2 separate regions of the Gossypium arboreum genome follow, and region 2 is linked to region 1. Evidence: chromatin contacts called from public Hi-C data. All regions are on one chromosome and are shown on one strand. Each heading gives the region's core, a stretch centred on a gene start, on an enhancer-like site or on the middle of the called end of the contact. The rest is flanking DNA. Distances are from core to core; before and after follow the strand shown. Region 1 holds the start of LOC108489424. Region 2 holds the start of LOC108489393 (ras-related protein RABC1-like).

The links. Hi-C and Micro-C count contacts between places; a contact is called where the count stands out from the background.
Region 2: a Hi-C map of leaf shows a contact between it and region 1, with 2.6 times the contacts expected there. The contact joins the promoter of LOC108489393 here to the promoter of LOC108489424 in region 1. A contact is called at or near these places in 2 of 5 Hi-C or Micro-C datasets (both in leaf).

The regions. Positions count from the first base shown.
Region 1 is chr10:24,083,093-24,089,296 of ASM2569848v2, reverse strand. LOC108489424 reads right to left here and starts at 3,869. Exons shown (of 7, transcript XM_017793970.2): 1 at 3,454-3,869; 2 at 3,264-3,375; 3 at 2,405-2,566; 4 at 744-790. The coding sequence starts at 3,657. It overlaps LOC108487802 (a long non-coding RNA gene), which reads right to left. Exons shown (of 6, transcript XR_008271842.1): 5 at 6,101-6,133; 6 at 5,285-5,557.
Region 2 is chr10:24,434,796-24,440,999 of ASM2569848v2, reverse strand. It overlaps LOC108489393 (ras-related protein RABC1-like), which reads left to right and starts at 2,618. Exons shown (of 7, transcript XM_017793925.2): 1 at 2,618-2,792; 2 at 3,001-3,249; 3 at 3,897-3,965. The coding sequence starts at 3,117.

The DNA of each region.
Region 1 (6,204 bases), core at 2,620-5,119:
TACCGATACAAGTGGACTTCTACCTATACTCATGGCTCCAATGATCATAATTTTTAAAACTTCTGCCGCACAAGTCCACTTGTACCGATTCAAGTGGTCTGCAGTCTGCAATTAATGCACGAATTAATTGCAGCAACGACTCTAATTTGCTCCCACCATCTCCAAACGTCCCAATGGTTGTTAGAAGACATAAATACAAGTCAATAGCTCAATATTGAAGATAAGAAACAAGCTTGTAAAGTCAATTGCACAAAATTCCAATCTTTTTATTGATATTCTCCTTATTCGTCATACACACACTTGAGCAACCATTTTTTTTATTCTTTTTCAAGTGTTATATTGTTATTGAGTGAGCTTTATCATTGTAATATCTTCCTTTGAGAGGAGTCTTTAATCCCTATTCTTATTCCTCATCTTTGTAAGAGTTTGCTTAAAATTTTTGGATAGAAAATATTAAGGGAAGTGGCTCTATCTTGCCTAGTGGGAAGATGGTGTTTTGCAAAGGTTAAACATTATCTTTGCAATATAGTGAATTTAGGAAATCCTTAGTTGTGGTAAGCTAAGGTAGTGGAGGTAGGCAATTGGAGCCGAACCAAAATTATTGTCTCTCCTTTGTTTATCATATTTTTTTAAAGTTTTTAAAATACCAATTCAACCCCCCCCCCCCAAGTTGGTGATTATTGAGCCTTAAAACTATCATTGCTTAGGGATAGCAAAACCAAAATAGATTATATCAAGAATACCTTTTCAACTGATATCAATTTTGTCAACTGCAAACAGCGCTCTTGTTCTAAGAGAAATCAAGCAGGAAACAATAATTAATGAAGGTACAAAAATTTGTAACTAATCGAAAACAATAATATTTCTAATACATTTTCTAGTAATATTATTTACATAAGAAAATTTAAATAATAAACATAAAACTTGCTATAGATGTGAGAGAGTCAAAGGGTTAAAGAAAAATAAATTATAAAATAGATATTTGCAAATATTAAGAACTCCTATGGAATATGGAAGCCCTTAGGGAAGAGACATTTTTTGTTGAACATGAGATCAAAAAAAAGAAATCTCACTTTAATGAGGTATACATAATGGAGACTCCTAACTTTCAATATATTATGTAACAATTGTTAGACGCTTTTGAACTTTATGTGCAAGACAATTCCTGAAATTAATAGAAAACTTAGTCAAACAAGATAAATGTCTCAAACAAATACCACAACCCAAAATAAAACCCTGAGGCCTCTAACGAGATTGAGTTTCTACTTCCAAGCAAAGGTCAAAGGCATGATGTCCACATAATCAATGAGTGGGTAATTTAGTAAGTAATAAATATGCGTAATTAATAAATAATTTTCTTATTTACACTTAATTTTTATACATGAAAATCAGGGGAAGCCTGTAATATCCAGGAAAAATGAATTTTGCGTGGATATTAAGAGCATAAAACAGAACAAATAAGTCAGTTGCCTTCATGGCTAGTTAGTTTCTCTTTTGAAGAGATTTAAATCCCAGAAACTTCACTTTTGTTCAACTTGACAATAAACACTTAGTTGGCTTTTACAACCAAGACATGGATGTAAGTATTTCATCTAAAACAGATGCACTGTAAAGAAATATGCGGTTGCAAGTATGGAATCTGCACCTAGAGAGAAGCAATTTCAATACCAAAAATAAAAACCCTCCATTGAGAAGATACTGTATAGATAAGGTTTTCTCGTATGGAGTTAAAAGTGCCTTAATGGTCCTCTTGGGAACTTATTTAAGCAGCATATCCTACCTGGTTTTCATGATAAGGATTTTGAGGGAAAAAGATAAAATTTTCAACCACAAAGCATCTTCTTAAATTCTATAGTGGGGCAAATCTCTCCCTACAAATCTACAAAATCAGCCTGACAATTAATTCCCAAACTAATAACCCCTTAAAAACCAGACATTTCAAGAAGCATACAGATTAGATTTGGATATCAATTTGTGGCACCAAATCTGAAACTCCTCAGCAATAATATTTTGAGAAATGACAGGAGCCAAAGTCCAACATAAGAAAATAGAGAACTGTCTGTTCCAAAAATGATTTCACCGCCTAGACAAAACTTTTGGATTAACTAACAATAGAAGTATACAAATTATTAAACATTATATGTTCCTTTTTTCCCCCAACTAAACATAAGAGTCAGTTATCAAGATCACTGCAAGAATTTTTTTTTTTTTAAATTTTCCCTTCCTTCCAATGGTATTGACAAACTAGGAACATTGTAGAACTGGATGTGCCTCAAAATTACAAAGAATTAGTATAGGATAACTATGAATCAAGATAGAAAAATCAAGAAACTGCTATAAAGTTGCTTTCAAAAAAGAAGAGAAAATGACAAGTGATTCCAGGGATGAGCAAAGAGAATAGGACCTTCCATAAATAGATATTGCAAGCCTTTAAATGCTTTAAAAAGTTCCTGTGAAAGATTAGCCACAGCATCTGAAGCAGCAGCACCAGTAATTTTTGTGAGGGAAAAGGAAATGCGAGGCATTCCTTTTGATTTCTGAGCAACTAACTTTGCAGATTTAGTATCTGAACCATAGAAAGAACAAATATCAATAAAATTGAATTCGTTTGCTATTTTTTTTTCTTAAATCCAAAAGGTTTAAGATTGAAATGAATTCATATAATTCATTCCCCAAGTCTAAATTTCTTCATCCTTCCTTCCAAGCAAGTCAAAGGAGCCAACTTGGCTCATCTGGAGTTTCAGTTTATGAAAATTATTTAGAACCAGTTTACAAGGGCAAGTCTGGTGGGAATACTTTCCCAACACCATCCAAAGGGAATTTAAAGAGATAATCATCAAATTTACCATTATAGTATTGCTAGATCTTTGATTTCAACCTGTACAATTTTGTTGAATTTTGGAACCATAATTATTTTGGTTGATCGTTGGGCAAAATTTAACATCACAGTGGATATGAGATCACCGACCATTACCTTAGGTACTTCTCATGAAATTGAAAATAACAATTGGAAGCACAAAATATAACTAAGGAAAAGATGTATCAATATGCTTGGCATTGTATATTTCCTTTTTACTGTGAAATTTCATGCCATAAATTCTATTTATCTAAAATCTAAATAAATTGGAAAATTCCACAATAAAATTAGCTAATTTGGGCAACTAGAAACTCAAATTTTGCTGCTAAAACAAAAGCTAAAGATCTAGATTGCAGCCTCATAGAGGGTAAAACCGAACAAATAAAAAAAGAATATTATTGATTACCATTTGAGTCAGGAAGTGCTTCCAAGAGAAGCTTTACATCTTCAGACTTAATGGAGGCTACCAGATAGTGAATGAATTCAGACCAAGAACCGCCTATCCCAACACTGTCCCTCTGCACATTAAACCATTATTTGCACAAAAATAAATAAATAAAAAATCCAGCAAAGCAAATCAAGAAGACGAAGAAGACCATGTCCTCAAGCTGCGAAACGGAGCATACGGACTCCCAAGTGGTGTGGCGGAAATCAGAGACGCAAATCCTTAGATGAGATGAATCAGGAGAATGAACGTAGAAAACGAAGGCGCTTGATTGGCCCAAACCCGAATAAGTACCCGTCCATTCGACCTTTGGTTCGCCGAATATTGGCTCAAATTCTTCCAACACCGCTGGCATGTTGGCAACGATGAATGACTAGAGAGGGAAGAAGGGTTCGGTTTAGGGAATTCTCAAAAAGGTTTAATTTTATTTGTTTATCAAAGAAAATTGTAGTAAAACGGACTCAATGCTCATTAAGGACGGTCACCCAAACCAGCTCAAAGTTTACATTAAGTTTGCAGTTTACAATCTTGACATCCGGTCAAATGCAAGAAAACGATTTAATTTTCTTTTAGGGTAAATTACCCAATTACTCTCATTCTTATTTTGGTCACTTTTAAAGGGCACTGGAAGACTAATTATGTATTTTCACTTTAGTTACTCTAAAATTAGGGTAAATTATTCTCGTCAATATTTTAGAGTAAATTATTCTCGTCAATCACACTAAATAGGGTAGTTCTTATTTTGGTCACTTCAGATTCTTTTTCATACAAATGCACTGTTAGTCTTTCGATACCATTTAACGGTAGAGTGACAATTTGATCAATTTCTTTTTTGGTAGCTAAATTTAAAAAAATTTGGGGTGACCAAAATGAGAGTGACCCCTTTTTTAGAGTGATTAACGGTGTGGTTTACCCTTTCTTTTAAAATTTATCAAATAATGAATATAGATGGAGTGGTAATAAACTTGTATTTTAATATTATTAAATATTTGTTTCATCTTTGAATTCATAATTTTTAATTTTTATTTAAATATGATACAAAATTATGAAAGATAAAAGTGTTATCATAATAATATTATTATAATTTTAAAAGGGATATTTTTTAATTTTATAACTAAATTGGTGACTTAGTTTAAGGTGACACCAACTCAGTAAAATACTCAAACAATAGTATTAGATATGCCCCACATTTAAAAGTTAGTTTCTTTACTTTTATTCTAAGAATTTAGTTCTTCTATTTTCAGATTTAAAAGTTTTAATCTAATTATTAATATCGTTAAATTTTTTGTTAAATCTACTAGTGTGACATATTGAAATAGAAAATACATACTTGGTAATTATGTAACAAAAAAAATATTGTAATTGACTTGAATTTAATAGAAGAATTTTAATAATATTAACAATTAAACTTACATTTTAAATCTAAAAAAAGTAGAATGAACAAAATCCTTGCCAATAAAATATTTTTAGGAAAATAATTTCGGAAAATGATTTGCTTTTGAAAATGATTTACTTTTCTTGTGTCGAATGAATTTGTGTAAAATATTTTTGTTATTTGATGATTTCCTAAAATATTTCATAAAAACTGTTTTAAATTAAACAAATATATATTTAAGAATTTATTATCTTTTCATTGTTTAATTGAATTTATTATATATATATATATATATTAATAAATTTATATTTTAAATTATTTTTACATATATTACAATGATTTATTAAATGTATATAATAAGACTGTTTTTTTGTTTCACTTGAAGACACAAATACGATATAACACATTCATTTGATATAAATATGTTTGGATCATACAGGATTTGTATAGATTATCAATCAATTAATTACAACTTGTTTAGCATCCATCCATAAAATGTTTAGAAATTTCTTTTCTTGATTACATATAATAAGCTTAAACTTCTTTAAAATGGATGTGAACTCAAAAAGACAAAATTGAAGATTATGGAGGACACAAAGCACACCGATTATAAAAACCAACCAAATAGCTTTAACCATTGATTTTCTAACACACTTGGACAATGTTTTGTTACCCAATGACGTAAGGTTCAAAAAGTGTTATCCAAGGATTTGGATCATACTACATTACATCAGAAGCTCGTTCAAACTCTTCTCTTAGAACTTTAATGCTGAACTTGTCCACCACTCGACCAAGGTCATGAGATACCACAAACGGATCCTCTATGCAGATTAAATGACGATCATTGCCAATTTTTCTTGTCCAGTCTTTTTCTCCCTTACTGCACAAATGGAGTCATCAAATTAAAAACGTTTTTGTTTTGTAGAATTCATTTATTTTATCCCCACCTACAACTATTTAGTCCTCGGTTTATGCAAAACCAAATATAGCATCTATTGACCATTTGCAAATTACAAGCCATTCTAAAAGAGTGCACTCATGTTTCTCCCTGCTCAGAACTTACAACAGTAAATGGGATCTGTTAATATTTTAATTCACTCACCACAAGATGCAACTAATACCCAAAGAAAGTATTTAAAACGAAACCAGATACATGAATTTTAACTTGTACTTATAAGTTCAGAAACCATGAAAACATTTTATATTTTCACCTCAAACTTTATTAGCATTCCTGAAAGATAATAGTTTGCATCTCACCTGATCAAGCTTCCTGTGCGTACAGATATTACTGAATTTGCATAATCATGAATATATGCTAATAGTTAAAGAATGCCCACACCAACAATGTTGTAGCAAAGATAGGGCAAAATCCAAATACTAATTAAAAACAAAAATTGATATGGGAAGCAAAAAGCATACACACCTGCAAGCATGGAAGGATAGCAGGTCTACGTTGCTGTAAGAAATGAATGCACATCAAAACATACCAACAAAGAAAATACTAGTTAAAAATAATAATTAATAAAA
Region 2 (6,204 bases), core at 1,369-3,868, 350 kb before region 1:
CCCATAAACAAGCTCTTTAAGTATGAAATGAGCTTAAATTTTCATATCAAAATACAATGTATTTGTGCTAGAGGGGCAACAATCCTTTATAGATATAAAGCCTATTGAGTTACTAGTGGAACTATCACCTATGAAAAGGTGGATCATGCAGCAAACTTTGTGAGTAGAAAAGTATCTATCAATATGGGTAGTCAAAATAGAGTAAATACATTGAGGGAGGTACATATTAAACATTATTCTAGTTTTATACAATGTGATTTGTCAAAATTGTTGGATGTTTACTATGGCTTGGTAGAGACATAAGAGTCCTTTCAAAGTTTCAAGATGAGTAGGCAAAGTGGCCTACAAATAAGAGTTGTCATCAACACTCAAGATTCATCAATGTTTAACGTAAGTATGCCCAAACTTTTTTGTAAGGATCAGGAGGACTCAGACCAAGGTAAGTTATAATGAGAGTGATTAGAAGTGAAGGCCTCTTAGGATCGATATTTACAATTAGGCATGAAAGATCAAATTGAATGGTGATAGAATTATAGGTTAAAATACTACCCGATAGTGAGGTTAGTCAAGAATCGTTTAAAACATTATTGTAGTTTCAAGATAAAATAGACTAATTTTTGAAGACGTGGTGTTGGTATCTCTAGAACAGGTGGGGAAAATGTCATGACCCATGAATAAATGTCTACGACCAAGGTGATCATTTAAGTTAAATAGGTCTACTTAACCTACTAGGATGATCCACTTCTTGAAACATTCTAGAAAACCCATTTACTAGAAGCTTGACCACCTAGAAAACTCTCTAACAAATTGTAGTTACTAGGTTAATTTAAATTACAAGCTATATAGAAAATAGAGAGTTTAAATTTTCTTAAAACTCTATCATATAAATATGTTCAAATTAGAGCCATTGATGTAACTCAATCTGTACTACTGATGTAAGAGGAACTCAATTATAAATAGAGGCTTATTTCATTAGAGCAAATCAATTTAGAATCTATTGAAAGGTTCAACTTTTGTCATCCCTAATTGTAACGAGATTTTAAAATATCTATTAAGTTAATGTTGATAATATCATTTTAACGTTGTACTCAACACTTGGTTTAAATTTTGTTATTTTTCCTTAGTTTGTTATGTCTAATAGCTATTAACAATTGTATCACACTTATGTGTGAAAAAATAATATATTTAAAATATCGATGTACATTTAAAATAATTTTCAAAAATAATAAAATGAATAATTTGAAAATATAAAATGCCTATAATCATATTTATTAATTGATTCAAATTTGGTTTTTAGTACATTCTCTAGTTGAGGTGTTACTTTGTTTAATTGCTTATTGTATAAATAGAAATTGCTACTTGCCCCTAGACCTGATCAAGCCCGGTCGAAATGTAAGAGGTTTTGGACAAAAATATAGGCTTTAAAAAGGGCTTGGACAAAAAAAATAAGACTCGTTTAAAAAATGGGTCTGGCCTCAAGTAAGGCATTTTTGGCCCGAGCCCGGCCCGAATCCACTAAAAGACAAAAAAATTTACTTTTTTTAAATATTATTTTCTTGTTGTTTTCTCTCTATTTTGCTACCTTAAAGACATTTGTTAATTTTGTTATTATTTTAGAGACATTTTCTTGTTAAGTTGCATCTATCTTAGTCTTATTTAAATATACATATTTTTAAAATTTATTTTAATTTGTTAAAAATATTTATTTTGATATTTTTAGTTTTTTGATATATTATATATTTAAAATTATATAAAAATAATATAAAATTTAATATGGGAGAGTCCGATTGAGTCGGGCTCGAATTTTAACATTTTATTTAGTTTAAACTTAAACAAAATTTTAAACCCTAAATTTTTAATTGACCTAACTCTAACCTTACTCGACCTGACTCCAACCATGCTCACCTCTACTTAGAGTGATCATGGGTGGGAGGCCGGCCCGGCCAAGGCCTCCCAAAAACAGGAGGTTTGGGTAAAATATAGGCTCGAAAAATGGGCTTGGGCAAAAAACGAGGCTGCTTAGAAAGCGGCCCGGCCTCGAGTAAGAGTTTTTGATGGGCTGGCCGGCCCTACCAATTATATATTAATATATATATTTTATTTTATTTTAATTATTTTAAATTTTTAATATAACTATTTTTATTATATTATTAATTTGTGTATTGTTTTAAGAATTGTTTTAGTATTATTTTTATTTGTTTTAATATTTGTTTTATGTTTTTAAATATATTTGATTTATTATATTTTTAAATTTTTTATTTCAAATAAAAAATTTAATATAAGCTTGGCGGGCAGAGCTCGAGCTTAATAATTTTATTTCAGGCCGGACTTGGGCAAAATTTTAGGCCCATATTTCGGGCCAAACCGGGCCCGAGCCTAGTATACGGGCCTAAAAATTTGTATGAGTCCGACCCGAACCTGACCCGACCCGACCCATTATCACCTCTACCTCTACTTGCCCCAAAATGAAAATCTAAGATGAAATCAGAGATGTCCAATGATTTGTTCGTCTACTCAAAAAGTCAAAACATAAATCATCCGAGTTCACAGGACCCGACCCGGTTATTGCCAATTTTTTATTTTCTGGCGTTGGAATGGAAAGAGCCAAACCCACGCGCGCTACTATTCTTGTAATTCCTTACTTTGCCCTTTTGCATTTACAAGTTCTTTTTAAGTTTTAGTTTAAAAGTTTTATTTTTTATTTTTCTCAATTAACCCTGCTAATCAGAAATTCTGTCTCGCTCTCTCCTCCATTATTTCATTTTCTTCTCACCATTTTTCTTTTCCGAGAGGTAATCTCTTATTATATTTAATTTTGATGTATAAAATAAATTCTATAAATATGTATGATCAACCATGATCTAAACCTGTGTAAGGAGTTTTCTTTTCTCAATTAATAAATTCTTTGGGATACATGATAAGGATATTGTTAGATTCAACCTTTTATCTCGTTGAAATCCAAATCTATACATATGATTTTGCTTCCATGTTGTTTTTCAGGTTTAGATGCGTTGATAAGGTGAAAAAGAGAAAGAGGGCTGGATTTGGGAGATCCGATCGTAGAAATTTGGTGTTATTTGAAAGAAAGATAGTTCAATTGGTAAATTAATTGAAAAATGGAGTCGTCGAATCAAGCGGAGTTCGATTACTTGTTCAAGTTGCTGATGATAGGAGATTCAGGAGTTGGAAAGAGTAGTCTTCTTTTAAGTTTCACTTCCGATTCCTTTGAGGAACTCTCTCCCACTATTGGTCAGTATTCATTTTGAACTGTGCTCATCAACTTTTATTCCTTTTTATGTCTTATAATTTATAATGGCATTGTCTTGATCTCTGGAACATGAAGATATCTACGCTCCCTTTTGGATTTTCTTTTCAAGATCAAAAGGCGGCTTACCAAAAAAATTTTTTGAAGAAAAATTGAAAACATAACTTTCTTTTGGAGAAAATTGTACGAATTTACTTATGTATGGATGCTGTTGTTACTTGCGTTTTCCAGTTTAACCACTAGGAATTATCCAAATGCTTAAGAATAGAGTTTCCAAATCTTAAATTTTAACTCGATTGGATCTCAAATGTTGGATGTGCCAAATTAATTCTTGGTTTTATGATTCTGAGAAATGAGGTTTGCATTGTCTTTTTGTGGATAGTTTTGTTTTGTCTTTTGATAAAAAGAAAGGAAATATGATGAGTGAACAGAAAGACTGTAAATTGGGAATGAAAATTTTATTTTATCAGAAATCTAGAATGGATTGATGATCTTGCAATGTGGTCTTGGTTAAACTATTCTACTTCTGTAAAGCCTTCAGTGCATTCACATTAAACTGATTATAAGAATCATTAATCTGCTTACATATCTTTATGTCCTGATTTAGAACTCTACTTGTTTTGTTGTGTAGGTGTTGATTTTAAAGTGAAATATGTAAATGCCGGGGATAAAAAGCTGAAGCTTGCAATTTGGGATACAGGTAATACCTAAAGTTTGCTAATGTGTTATTTCTGGTTTTTCTTTGATTTTTTTTTTTTGAAAGAAAAAGGCCCAAAAAGGCCAACTATATTAAATTAGAAGGTATCATCCAACACCAACCGGTGGATGAAATCCGGGTAGTCCAAACCAAAATCCAAAGCAGTGATCCCATCCATCAGCCAATATGCCATGCAATGAGCAACATGATTGGCTGACCTATGGGAAAAGGAAAACTAACAGCATTGAAAGAATTGCAAATACTTAAGGCCCCTCTAACAATACGGCCATAAATGGACAAATCAAGAGTCCGATTATTGAACTTATTAATAATAAAAGCACAATTAGACTCGAAAATAACTCCGGAGAAACCCTTCTCGAGGGTCTTCTAAGCAGCGCAAGCCGAAGCGATAGCCTTAGCTGAATGGCCATCAAAAGCCTTGGTGATCGAACAAGCATAATCAGCTAGCGCCATGCCCTCATGGTCAGGAACAATGGCACCGCTAGAAGCAACTTTTTTCTATGCATTTCATGCCACGTCAACATTAATTTTGACCGCATCTTCAGGAGGCGGAGACCATCGGGTCACAGTCAGACGTCAAAGTAACAACGGCGCATACAAAAGCTTATGCACACGAAACTCATGATGGATCGAACGAGCTCTCAAAACCACATCTTGCAAAGAAGAAACCTGCCCTTGAATCACAAACAAGTTCCTTGCTTCGGACAGTTGCCATAGAAGCATAAGAAAACTAGTGAAAGCTCTTTTGTCCATCTTCCTCATTGCTGCCTCGAGCCAATCAATTGCATTGTAAAAAGACAAACAAAGCAAATCATTATGAATATTACACAAGATTAAAGCCTCCCTTGAAATTGGGCAATCCCAAAGAGCATGTATAACATCCTCCTTAGTTGTCCTACATCTAGGGCAACTTGGATCCACCCCTAGGGAGAACATAGCACATCCATTAGCCGTAGGGAGGATGCCATGACCCAGTCTCCATCCAAACAATCAACTCTTTGGAAGGGTTTTAGCTTCCAAAGTTACTTCCAAAAGACTGAGGTCCTAAACCCAAAGTCTAAAGAAGTAACCAATTATACCCTGAACGCGTGGTATAAACATTGTTGGGGGCATGCCCCCAAACCAACTAGTCTTCACTTGCCTCGCCAATACGCAGATGGAGAATTCGGGAAGCATCTCATCGTTGCAACAAGATCGAACTAACATCTCATCCTATCTCTGGTCTTCTAGAAGTAATTGAGACACCCTAGCATCATGGGGAATAGCATCACAATGACCTATATCAGGCCCATTTATAAATTTGTCCTCCCATCCATCCGTCCGGATCCTTGCCGTATTACCATTCACTATCTTCTAGTAGAAGCCCGGATGAAGCATATTTAACACTTCCATAAAGCCCTTCATATTCATACATGACGGAAGTGGTTTTCCAATGATTCTCTACTTTTGTGCTATATAAATTGACATCTACATTATTATTTCAACCTTTCTTGTCTTGAATAAATCATGCTAGAAATTGGCTTGTCACAGTGAATTATATATAATGATGTTTGGGCTATTTTGCTTACTTTGTTTCCCTTTTAATCTATCACCTGTAACTTTATCAAGTTTCTCTTTAACATCTCTGAAAGGGGGACCTTAGTTTTTATTGCTCAAACACCTATATTTGATGAGTGCAATGCTTTTTTAGTTGCTAAAGTGTCACTTAGTTCTGACAAACAGCTTATTCAAAGAAAATATTAACCTGAGATTAGTAGTTTGAGTTTACTAAAGTTCTGTTTGATCGATGCTTTTGCTATGTCCTTTTGTGCTGATATTAAGAATCAGTAGATGAGTTCAGAAGAAGGAAAAAAAAAAAAGAATCAGTAAATGAGTTGTGGATAGAGGTGAAATGCCACTTGAACTTGAAGCTACCTGGCTGCTGTTCATTTTTTTTTCCAGCCATTATTTTTGCAAAATCAAAAAGAAAATAGCAAAAGCATAAAAAATGGGGGAGCCTAAGCGAATTAGGTATTGTATCCACATTAGGATTTATGTTATGAAGACTCTGCATATATATTAATTTTATATACTTTTCAATGCCATCAAATATAGCCTTTTCCATTGGTGGCACTCATTTTTCTTTTGCATGCACAACTGGTACGCTTTTGTAGCCTTTTCAAAGTGAAGATCGTAAATCAAAAAGGTATGCCCGCATATTGGGCTTGGTATGTTGAAATCT